Regions from separate parts of the Mus musculus genome. Here region 2 is linked to region 1. Evidence: chromatin contacts called from public promoter capture Hi-C data. All regions are on one chromosome and are shown on one strand. The core of a region is the stretch at or near the end of the contact, and the rest is flanking DNA. Distances in the headings are between cores, read along the strand shown.

The links. Promoter capture Hi-C pulls out the DNA fragments that hold promoters and counts their contacts.
Region 2: a promoter capture Hi-C map of liver shows a contact between it and region 1. The contact joins the promoter of Rsc1a1 here to the enhancer-like site in region 1. A contact is called at or near these places in 7 of 39 promoter capture datasets (the C10 cell line, the HPC-7 cell line, cranial neural crest and 4 more).

The regions. Positions count from the first base shown.
Region 1 is chr4:141,344,871-141,350,613 of GRCm38.p6, forward strand. No RefSeq gene overlaps it. Among named protein-coding and RNA genes, the nearest start is that of Fam131c, 20 kb to the right of the region's middle. Within about 2 kb of position 2,596, at least 24 of the 459 cell types and tissues checked have an H3K27ac peak or open chromatin away from gene starts, as enhancers often do. A contact at or near this core is called in liver, where this site is marked.
Region 2 is chr4:141,682,391-141,688,133 of GRCm38.p6, forward strand. Rsc1a1 (regulatory solute carrier protein, family 1, member 1) reads right to left here and starts at 3,326. Exons shown (of 1, transcript NM_023544.5): 1 at 1,173-3,326. The coding sequence starts at 3,209. The coding sequence ends at 1,461. It overlaps Ddi2 (DNA-damage inducible protein 2), which reads right to left. Exons shown (of 10, transcript NM_001017966.2): 10 at 1,173-3,241.

The DNA of each region.
Region 1 (5,743 bases), core at 1,346-3,845:
GGTGTCTGTGTATGTGTTAGGGTATGTGTGTGTATGAGTGTTTGTATGTATGTGTATATAAGTATATTTGTGTGGAGAGAGAGCGTGTGCATGTGTGTGTTGTATCACACATGTGGTGCATGTCTGTGGAGGGCAGAGGACCACCTTTAGGAGTTGGCTCTGTGCCTCTACCAGGCAACTTCTGGAGCCCAGCTCCATTCTTCAGGCCTGTGCAGCCCATTACTCACCGGGGCCATCATCCGCAGGCCTGGATTCTGCTATTGAGACAGGGTTTCACACCATCATCCAGAGCAGCCTGGATCTTTCTGTCCTCCTGCCCCAGCTTCCCAAGTGCTGGATCACAAGTTGTGTAAGCTTTAACATGAGCACATTTCTGTTCTCTGAGGTATTGCAGGGAGAGGAGCTGCTTGACCCTGTGAGACCACACGTCGGTTTCCAAAATGGCGGCCCGTTTTCCATCCTATCACGATAGAGAGGGTTCCTGTTTCCCCATAGCCTCAGCGACACTTGTTACTGCCTGTCGCTTTGGTTGCCGCCATTTTAGTGGGTGTGAAATGGAATTTCGCTGTGGTTTACAATCCCTAGTGACTAATGACATTGTCTTCACTCAGTCTACAATAACAAAAGAATACCACAGATTGGGTGACTCAGATGACAGAAGCAGATTTCTCACACTTGGGACTGCGAGATGGCTCTTTGGGTAAATACGCTTAATGACAAGTCTAATGGGCTGAGTTTGATCGCAGGACTCACACAGAGGAAGGACAGAATTTCCCAAAGGTGTCATCCAGCTTCCACAAGTACACAATAAATAAACAAACATGTATTTTATAAATCTCCTCAGATTTGAAAAGCTATAAGTCCAAGCTGAGGTGGAATTGGAGCTAGCTTTGTGGGGGACCTCTCCCTGGTGTGCATTCAACTGCCTTCTTGCCCGATGTGCCAGTGGTGGTGGGGAGAGGGGCTCGTATACCTTCTTTTGATGTCACTGTAGTTTGGAGATATTTTTTTCCCCTTTGAGCTTTTCTTTTCTTTTTTTTTAAAGATTTATTTATTTATTTATTTATTTATTTATTCATTTATTATATGTAAGTACACTGTAGCTGTCTTCAGATGCACCAGAAGAGGGCATCAGATCTCATTACAGATGGTTGTGAGCCACCATGTGGTTGCTGGGATTTGAACTTCGGACCTTCAGAAGAGCAGTCGGGTGCTCTTACCCACTGAGCCATCTCACCAGACCCCCCTTTGAGCTTTTCAAAACAGGGTTTCTCTCTTAGCAGCTCTGGGTTTCCTGGACTCACTCTGTAGACCAGGCTGGCCTCAAATTCACAGAGATCTGCCTGCCTCTGCCTCCTGGGTGATGGGATTAACAACCTGTCCCACCAAACCCGGCTTGGAGTTAAATTTTCCTGTAGTTGAGAATGATGTTGGTGATCTTGTGTTTCCAGCCCTCCTGCCTCCACCTCCCAAGTGCTGGGAGTATGGGACGGAGCAGTGACACCCTGTTCTCACCTGCCTGTGTTATAGGGCAGTAATTGTAGCCCTGAGGGCCCCCGTTCTCCTTGTGTGTGAATGGTGAATGCCATGCGGGTGTGCAGTAGAGAAGGAACTTCGCGGTTGTGTGTGTGAATTATATCCAGTTGCTTCAGTACAATCTGTTGAAACCTACCCCCCAACACACACACACACACACACACACACACACACACACTCAAACACACACACACACTCAAACACACACAGACACATACACACTAACACACACACATACAAACACACACACAGACACACACTCAAACACACATACACAAACACACACACATTCAAATTCACACAGAGACACACACACACACACAACACACATACACAAATGCACACACAAACACACAGAGACACACACACACATAGACAATTTTCTTAAGGGCTTGCTAACCAGGGCTGGAGAGCTGGCTCGGAGGTTCAAAGCACTTGCTGCTCTTGCAGAGAGAGAACTCAAAGTTCAGGTCCCGGCACCCACGTAGGAGCTCCCAACCATCTGTAACTCCAAGCCCAGGGGACCTGATGCCCTCTTCTGGCCTCTGAGGACACCAGACACACGTGGTACACAGATATCGATGCAGGCAACGCATGAACAGTGTTTTAAAACCGTGAGTCTTGGGCCGACTGGAGAGCTGGCTCGGAGGTTTGGAGCTTGTGTTGTTCTTTCCGAGGACCTGGGTTCAGTTGCCAGCATCTACTTGGTGGTTCATAACCATCCATTAGCTTCAATTCTAGGGGGTCTCATACCTTCTTCTGGCCTCTGGGGGGACAGGGCATGCATGTGGTACACATATATACCTAGAGACAAAATTTTCACTTATGTAAAATAAAATAAGTAAATTAAAAACAAACAAACAAACAAACAAACAAACAAACAAACAAACTGGGATTTAGGTTTTCCTCAGCAGAGATGTGGGGCCCCGAGACAGTTCTGTTACTGGAAAGCCCCATTTGAAACGATTACCTCACACTAGTCTGTCCTTACCTTTGCCCAGCTTACACCTCAGCCCCCACGTGGCCTCTATGTAACCACTTCTGGCTCCTTAGTCTCTAAGCCCTACACGTGACTATGTCAAGGACAAGCCATTCCAACTGAAGGCCCCTGGGGAGCCCTCTGCTCTACAGTCTGCTGTCTCGCTCAGTGCCAGGCACTCACTTGGTGCCACGTGTAAACCAGGCTCCGCACGGGAATTCAGTGGTGAATGACACAGGCTGCCCCTGACCCCACACACATACCAGGAAGATAACAGACCGGAAGCTATAAGCCATCATGGTCAGGGTTGAGAAACCTAGCAACCAGGAGCCTAACAGGGAAAGCTTCCTGGAGGAAGCAAATTAAAGCTGAGGTTGCAAGAATGAGGAACAGGCATCAGGCAAAACAGGGCTGGAGGAGGGAGGAGGTGGTCCAGGCAAAGGGACCAGCATTTGTCAATGAATGGCGGAGAGAAGGTGGCTCGGGTTGGGGAAGGCACAGGAGAGGGTCTGTACTCTGTCAAGCTTTAGGAATCCCACTTTCTTCTTCTAGACCGGAGTGGGTGGAGGACCTGGGCTCCAAGGAAATCTAGCTCCCTTGATCTCTACACTGGGGCCTTCCTTTCTGGAAAGGTCACAGTCTTTGGCTCACACCTGGGTCCCGTAGCTAGACTCCTTCCTTCCCTCTGGCCCAGGGCACAGCGGAGGACACCACATCCCCCTGCAGGATTTAGAGCTGAAAGAACTTATAGAAAGGTTTCTTCCTCCACCTCCCCCGCCAGAGCGTCCTCATCCTGCAACAAAGACGACGAGCCCTGAGGCTCTGCCTGGCTTTCCTGTGGCACCTCCACTCCGTCCTGTTTGCCTTGGACATGGGCCCCGAGCTGGGAACAAGGAGGGACACGGAGGAAGGACATAGCCCTGAACCCTGATCTCTCAGCAAAGATCTCCGCCATACTGCTTCCCCAGTCAGGAGTCTGGTGAGTGAAGACCTATGAGACCCACCTGAACCTTCGTCTGCTCTTCAGTCCAGCCCAGAGTCATCTTGGGCTAACTTCTCAGGGGCATTGTCAAGAAGGGGAGGCCAGACTTCCACCTGTCTACTCCAGGACTCGAGAGGCAGAGCCAGATGGGGAGCCAGCTAGCAATCATTTATCTCACTTAACTGCATCCTGCCCATTGTGCGGATGGAAAAACTAAGGTGCAGATTGTAAGACAAAAGAGGCAGAGGCAAAACAGAGCCAGATCTCCAGACTCTGAACCTTCTGTTCGGTTCTTTCCTCAGCTTCTCAATGCTCGCAGACGTCTGCCATAGGAACCCGGGGGGTGGAGTGGGGGACTGGCAGGAGTGTCACATCTCATGTTTAGTCTTTGGTGGCCAGGGACTGGCAGGTGCTGTAGGAACGGCTCTCTTGTCTCAGATCCTGGAAATGGGCCTCCTGGCAGCCATGGAGATTAAGGTCCCTCCCAGGCCCCGTCATGCTTCACTGGAGGTTGACACTTCCCTGGCTCCCAGCTCCAAAAACATCAACGAAATGGGACCCAACAGAACAGGCCTTGTTTGGTCGTAAGGACCAGGTCCGCGCCTTGCAGGTTCCACTGTTGCTTGGAACTCAGGGAACGCACACCTGGAAAACTCGGGGCATCTGAGCCCCCTTTGACAGGACTTAGACGACCTTGGCTTGTGAGGGCGGGCTGCTTCGGGGGTGTGAGGAAGTGGGGCTTTGCTCTGGGTCATGTGTCATCACAGAGCAGAGGCAACTCTGACTGGGGATCTTAGAGATTTTTTTTTTTTTAATCTAAAAGGAAGAGCCACGAAGTGAAGCTGAAGGCACTGTCACCCGTCCAGCCAGGATCGGGGATGTTGGATTCTCCTGTGCTTTAGAGTGTGTTCTTTTATGAATTTGCGTTCAGACGTGACAGGGCAGAGTCCCGGTGCATTTCGGTCCTACCGTGGCTTTGCTGGACATGCCAATCTTCAGCATTGCTTCTGTGTCCGGGGCCAGCATCCCGGGAGGGACCTCAGAGGGACCCTCCTGCCGTTTTCCGTTCAGAAGCTGAGCCAGCAGCCTTGCACTGACTGCTAGCAAGGAGCAGGTCCCAGCCAGGTAGACAGGCTTGCTCTGTGGCTGCAAAGGAAGGTGGACCCGAGTCCAGATCCCAAGGTTCTCCCTCGGAGGAGGCTTGCACCCTAATATGCCTTGCATCTTTATTCTTTCATAAACGTCGAAGGGACACTCGTTTTATGCCAAGACCCAAGTACCTCAGGCCAGTGCCTTAATTCTCAGTGCTCAGTTTGTCTCTCTGGGAAATGGGTACAATGTTAGTGCCTGAGATAGATGAGGGCCTATTGCATTGCCCTGAATTGCTGTGGTTAAACACTGGGTGTCAAGTGTGGAGCCATGCTGATCTGTACCATCATAGACCTTATTACAGAGAGGCAAGGAGAGGGCGGCTCGGGAGAACATGTCTTGTTCCTCCTTGTCATGGCCTAGAGACCGGAGACCCCAGTGATTCCCCACACAGCCTGGGCTGCATAGACCAGGATCTGAGGGTTCCAGAGTTCTGGTCCCTCCAGTCTATACTACCCCTTAACTCCCCCAACATAGCTGGGAGGGGGGCATCTCTTGAAATTGCCCTGGCTAGCCCCTGACACCATTCAGGCCCAGGACTGACTACCCCAGAAGGGAGGCTGCTGTTTCCAACCCGAACCCCACCTCTGCATGCCACGGGGCGCTGCCGACCCGATGTCTTGTGGTTCTCCAGGCTCTCTAAACACAGCCCATGGGAGCCGCTGGGGCCCAGAGGCAGAGAGGGCACAGGCTGTGGGGGTGGAGGAGGGCATGTGCTATCCTGCCTTCTGCATGCATGGAGGAGGGGGTGGTTACAGGACAGCGTGAGACCGGCATAGAAGGAAGTTTGTTTATCTGTTGGGGATGGCAGAGGCAGCGCCCATGACAGGGGCCTGCTCGATGTGGGCAGGGAGGGTACTCATTGTGCCCCTGAATGGGTAGGTGTGGACGTGTGCGGGGGCGGCCACTCTGGCAGGAGGGTGGGGGCCTGCACTTAGTGTGTGTGCCGAGCTTCAGCCTTGGTAGCTAGGCCTAGGTTCAGAGTTCGCATTGGCCTGGGTTCCTTTCTAATTGAGCTCTTTCCTGGCTGTGTGATCTTGGCCCAGTGGTTTACCCCCTCTGAGCCTCATTCATCTGCTCCATGACTGGGGCTAGGC
Region 2 (5,743 bases), core at 2,076-4,575, 340 kb after region 1:
TGCTCGATGACTTCAATTTTGATGAATAAAACCAAGCCTTGAAAGGGGGGGGGGGGAGAATGATAGTGACTTTTAGGCAAAGTCAGTTAATGCTAAGTTCAGAATTCGATTTTAATACTTTCATTTTAATAAACTCTCAACCTGGAACCTGGAATTATCCTTAAAATCCTTTTCAAGAAAAGTAAGATTACAGATTCCTGCCAGACACCTAAGACAACAGTTTATATTCCAGGAAAGGATTCTTTCAAACCTATCCAGAGTGATTATTGCACAGTGGGGCCCACGGACAGAGACTTGCAAGGCGAGGGCTTACACTAAAAAGGCCACAACAAACACAGCTACACATTCTGCCCCACTCTAGCTCAACTTGATGAACACAAACATGGATCCTGCTTAGAAAGGAAACTCCTGAGGAAAGAAAGGGATGAAGACTGCACCAAGGCCACTGTTGTCAGAACTTCCATTGTATTTCCACCGCCATGAGGGGCGCTCACAAACAAGTACCGAGAGAGGGGCCAGGGACAAAAGGCTCTCCCAGCACTTGCTCGCTGTCTCACTCAGCTCCGACTGAGCATGAGAAGAACTTCCTAGCAGAAGTCTTCCTAACAGAGTCTGCACAGCCAGCAGGCTCCTGGCGGTCAGCCCTGATCACTGGGAGGGCTGGGGTGTCAGTGAGACGCCTCGACCCTGTCTCTAGTACACGCCAGTGTCTGTCTAAGCCATTATCTTTAGCTCAGTCCTTGACATTTACAAATGGAATTATGATCGCGATTTTTTCCTTTCCCTTTTAAAATACAAGTAGCACCAGGTTTCACGCTAATGTGAATTTCCCCACACCCTTCCCATGGTCATGAAGGTATTTGGCAATCAGTCCATGCAGCAACCTATGATGTACAAACAAGGTAGCCCAAGGTGTAAGCCCTCCCGCTCGCCCTACTTAAATGTCAACCCTGAGCACACAAATCAAAACATACAACTCTAGAAGTTATTATCTTCTCCTTCTCAAAACATACAACTCTAGAAGTTATTATCTTCTCCAGCTTCCTGTTAAAAGCCATCCCCTGCACACAGCACAGCCAGAGCCACGGCGGGCAGCTGATCTGTCCTAGCTCCGTAGATGGCAGGTTCCTCATGACTCCTGCTTTCAAAGCACTCACTCATTCTAAAATGGTATGCTATACACAAAACCATCTGCTTTATTCCAGAATACATCATCGTCATGAGAATAAAAAGCTTTGTATGCACACACTGCCAATACATTTAAAAGGCCCAAATGTTAACAAGTAGAATAGACAAATTCAGACAAAAGATCATAAATTACTTTGGCCGGCAAAAAAAAAATCTGGCTCAACATTTTGCTTGCAGATTTTCTACACATTGTGTGTGTGTGTGTGTAGTATATTTGTGTGAAAAGGGCTTTTTCAAAAGGAATGACGTGTGGCCTAGCCCACTTCCCACAATTATGTTGGGACTACAATGTTCTTTGCTAACAAAACAAGAAGGGCAAGGTCTGCATTCCCACCAACTCGATGCAGAGCCCCGAGCGCTTCCTGCAGAGTGAAGCCGGCACCAAGAATCCTGTCAACATCTGCAGCAGGAAAGATGAACGGTGGAAGAACGGAGGGGGTGGACAAGGACTGTGTGGGAGGTTGGTCCAATCCACTACGGGGCAACCCAGCTCCAGGGCAGACACTGCTGGTCTCCGGCCTGTCTGGGCCTGGATTATGCACATGCTCTGAAGGCTGACTGTGGGCACCCTCACTTGCTGCAAGTTCAGGTGCTATTTCTACCCCTGAGGTGCAGGGCAACTGCTCAGACAGTTTAGCTGAGGTTATGGCGACAGAACAGCTCTTCCTGGCTGACTCTGTTGATCTGCGGACATCTTCTCGGTCAGGTGACAAGCCATCACCCAGACCTTCAAAGCTAGTGGATGCTTCATCTTCTACCGCAGCACAAGGGGCAGTTCCTACGATTTCTGTCTTTCCTGATTCAGAGGTGGCCTGGTGACAGGAGCCTTGTGAGTACTGGTCACTAGGGGTCAAATGCACACTTTGGACCCTTCTTCCTGAAAGGTCTGAAACACTTGGTTGGCTCTCAGCTCCTATCTCTGACTGACAGGTAACATGCTCAGGTGACTCTTCTGAAGCTGGCTTACAGCTAATGACCAAAAGCTCATGGAGTTCTTTCAAGGCCACTGTGACAGATGAACAAAATTCTTCTGCTGATTCCACAGAGGGCTGACCGTGGCCACTTAGAAGGGAAGAGGAATTGTCATCTTTGTTATCCATTGTAGACATGTCAACATTATCTTCTGGGAGCTGCAATTCCCGAGTCAAGATGGAATGTTCCACAGGCTCACAGGACGGGTTAGACTGTAATGTCTCCACTTCCATAGTGGGATTATCTGAAGCGAGATGTGCTACACTAGGGCTCTTGATGACGGCATCCTGCCTGCCTGTTGAGCTGCACATAGCAACCAGAGACTGTTCAGCTGTATCTACTTCCATCAGGGCTTCTGAGCATGGACAGCTACAGAGTCCTGAAGCTGGAAGACCCTTCTCTGCACTGGGAAGATGAGCGTGTCTTTGTAGCTCACCTTTCCTCAGAGCTTCCAAACTGACAACTTCTTCATGAAGCTCAAGGTCTTCTGCGTCACAAAGACAGCCCTGGTCCTGTGGAACACTCTGCTGTCCAGCCTCTCGCTGTACACTCCCTGTTTCTCTGTGCTGCTGAAGGCCGTTCACGGGACTTGGGGTCTGATTTTCTGGATGCCAACTCTTTTCCTCCGCAAATATCTGTGGCTCCCGCATCCCAGTAGTTGTGAGAGTTAAACTAGCGTCCTGTCTTGTGTGGAGATACACTCTGAGGCCCTGGGTTCCTTTCTCAACAGATTTCTCCAGATTACCTGCAACAACGGCTTCTTTTGATGACTTATGGAAAGGCATGGCTAGACTCTGCTCTGCTGAGGAAGCAAGGTCAGGAAGAACCTGCAGAGGAGGAGGGTCTGTTTTCTTAGAGTTTGTCTGGAATTCAGCTGAAGCCTTCGTAGCCTCCATAGCTAGAGATTCAATGCTATTGGGGTCACCGGGCTTGATGGCGCAGACGGAAGCAGAAACAGAGCGAGCGAGACTCGTCGGGCTACCAACCTCAGGACTCTGCCCTGAAGGAGCTGGATGGTCAAACCCATCTGAAGTCGGCAATGATGACATTCCCAGTGAGGTAGATTCTTTACTGCTTTTCTCTGTAATAAAGAGAAAAGAGAAAAAGATTAGCTAGCAGACCACTAACTTATCAGAGTTGAATCCTCAATAGAATAAAAGCAGGCCTTTTAATTTAGGTCTCTCTTGCAAATATGCTAAAAAAAAAAAAAATACAAGAATCTTTCTCATGGTGGCAAGGTAGCATCTGTCACTGAAGCTGAAATGGGTGTGTGCTTAATAAACATTAAAATTCCATATGTAAAGAAAGCACTATTAGCGTGCACTTCACAATGGATGGGTCAGTGCTCACACTTAAAAGATACTTATTGATGTATTTATTCACTCCAGAAAGGCTCTCACTGCACAGCAGAGCTGGCCGTAAGCTGAGAGGCGCCTGCCTGGCTTCTGCAGTGCTGGGCTATGGGAGCGCATCACCACACCAAGCAGTCACTTTATTTCTGGTGATTTTTTGCATCTTCACAGGATGATTCTCATGACAAGGCTTTTTCCCCTCTTTAAAACAACAACAAACAAACAAACAAAACCCAATAGGTTCTCACTCTGTAGCCTAGGCTGGCCAACTCACTATAGTAAAGCCAGATAAGCCTTTAATTATCAGCAATCCTTGTGCGTCAGCCTCCTAAGCACTGGGGTTACAGCATGGGCCACCACTGTTGGCTCCAGTTCGCTGTTCATGTTTCAAGTGTAAGCACAGGTGTCCAAAAGCAAGCACGCTGGCAAGAGAGCAGGGCAACCAAGAGAGGTGGGGTTTACATGCCTGGAGAGCTCTAGAAGACAGACAAGTAAACAGTGGATTTTATTTCTAGCCAAGCTTTTCAAAAACCATGGTAAAACTAAGCACCCAATTCAAAGAACAAAACAAAAAATGAAGCAGACAGAATTTTATTTATCTGTTCAACCACTGTGCATTCATACTTGAGGCCTCCACATTTCCTGTACTCTTGACTTCATGTATAAGGACGATGGCTCCCAGTGTCAGAGCTATGGGTATGCATTACTGTTCTCAAATTTCTGTAGTGCTCTGGACCAAACCAACCTCATCTTACATATGCCAGGAGGCCTTCTGCTAATCCAACTACATCTCTAGCTCTCTAACGAGCTCTGTTCAGCCTGAAACGTGTGGGAGTTTCCTGCTTTAGTGTGAGTGCTGGGATCAACATGCAGGATTACGCCCAGCTTCTCAATGCTGTACCCTCGTACAGCACAACAGAACTGACCAGGCGTAGGCACGTCACTGAATCCACAGGAGGGCAGAGGAAGAGTGTAATCATTCTTTGATAGGCAACAATAACTTACACCCACCCGAATTTGATTGCCCTTCAAACTTGATGCGGAAGCCACAGTGGTCCAACTCCTCTGGCACTATTAAAAACCAGCCTCTAACCACCAAAAATATCTTTAATTAAAAGGCATAGATTGCTATCAACCCTGGAAATATTGGTTCCTGGGTTATTAAATTCAATTCAGATGCTTTGTGCTGAACACTAACATCAGTGTGAGTGCTGGTTTTCCACTGGTGAGGTCACACAGAGTGCAGTTATGATGCTAACATCACTAATTAATTCATCAGACCCCGCTGAGCTGCATGAGAGAGAGGATGGGCCTGCTGGAAGTTGTCAGCTTTTCCTTTTTGTGGTTGAGATGGGATCTCCTGTAGCCTATGTTGTTCTTTCTGTTTGTTTTATGAGAAAGAGTTTCTTTGGCTATACTGGAACTCACTTTGTAGACCAGGCTGGCCTTGAACTCAAGAGCAAATGCTGGGCTCAAAGGCCAGTGGCACCCCCTCAAGGTAGTGACTAACTTCTTTTTTTTTCAGGGTTTCTCTGTGTAGCCCTGGCTGTCCTAGAACTCAGAAATCCGCCTGCCTCTGCCTCCAGAGTGCTGGGATTAAAGGCAAAGGTGTGCGCCACCACGCCCGGCGTGACTAACTTCTTTTTTTTTTTTTTTTTTTTTTAAAGATTTATTTATTATTTTATGTAAATACACTGTAGCTGTCTTCACACACTCCAGAAGAGGGAGTCAGATCTCATTACGGATGGTTGTGAGCCACCATGTGGTTGCTGGGATTTGAACTCTGGACCTTTGGAAGAGCAGTCGGGTGCTCTTACCCACTGAGCCATCTCACCAGCCCATAATTTTTTTGCCTGAATGTTTCTTTCTTTTTTTTTTTTTTTTTTTTTTTTTTGGTTTTTTGAGACAGGGTTTCTCTGTATAACCCTGGCTGTCCTGGAACCCACTTTGTAGACCAGGCTGGCCTCGAACTCAGAAATCCGACTGCCTCTGCCTCCGGAGTGCTGGGATTAAAGGCGTGCGCCACCACACTACGTGACTAACTTCTTAAAGAACTACCTTATCTTATAGCTGGTGTTAAACAGGATGACGTTCTGTCTCTGCTTAAATCTATATCCTGTAAATCTAGAAAGTTCTTAGCTTTATCCATCTAATCAATACAGCTGACTCTGAAATAAGTTCAATTTTGGACTAGTGCTAACATAAAAAAGCATACTGCAAAAGGATATCCA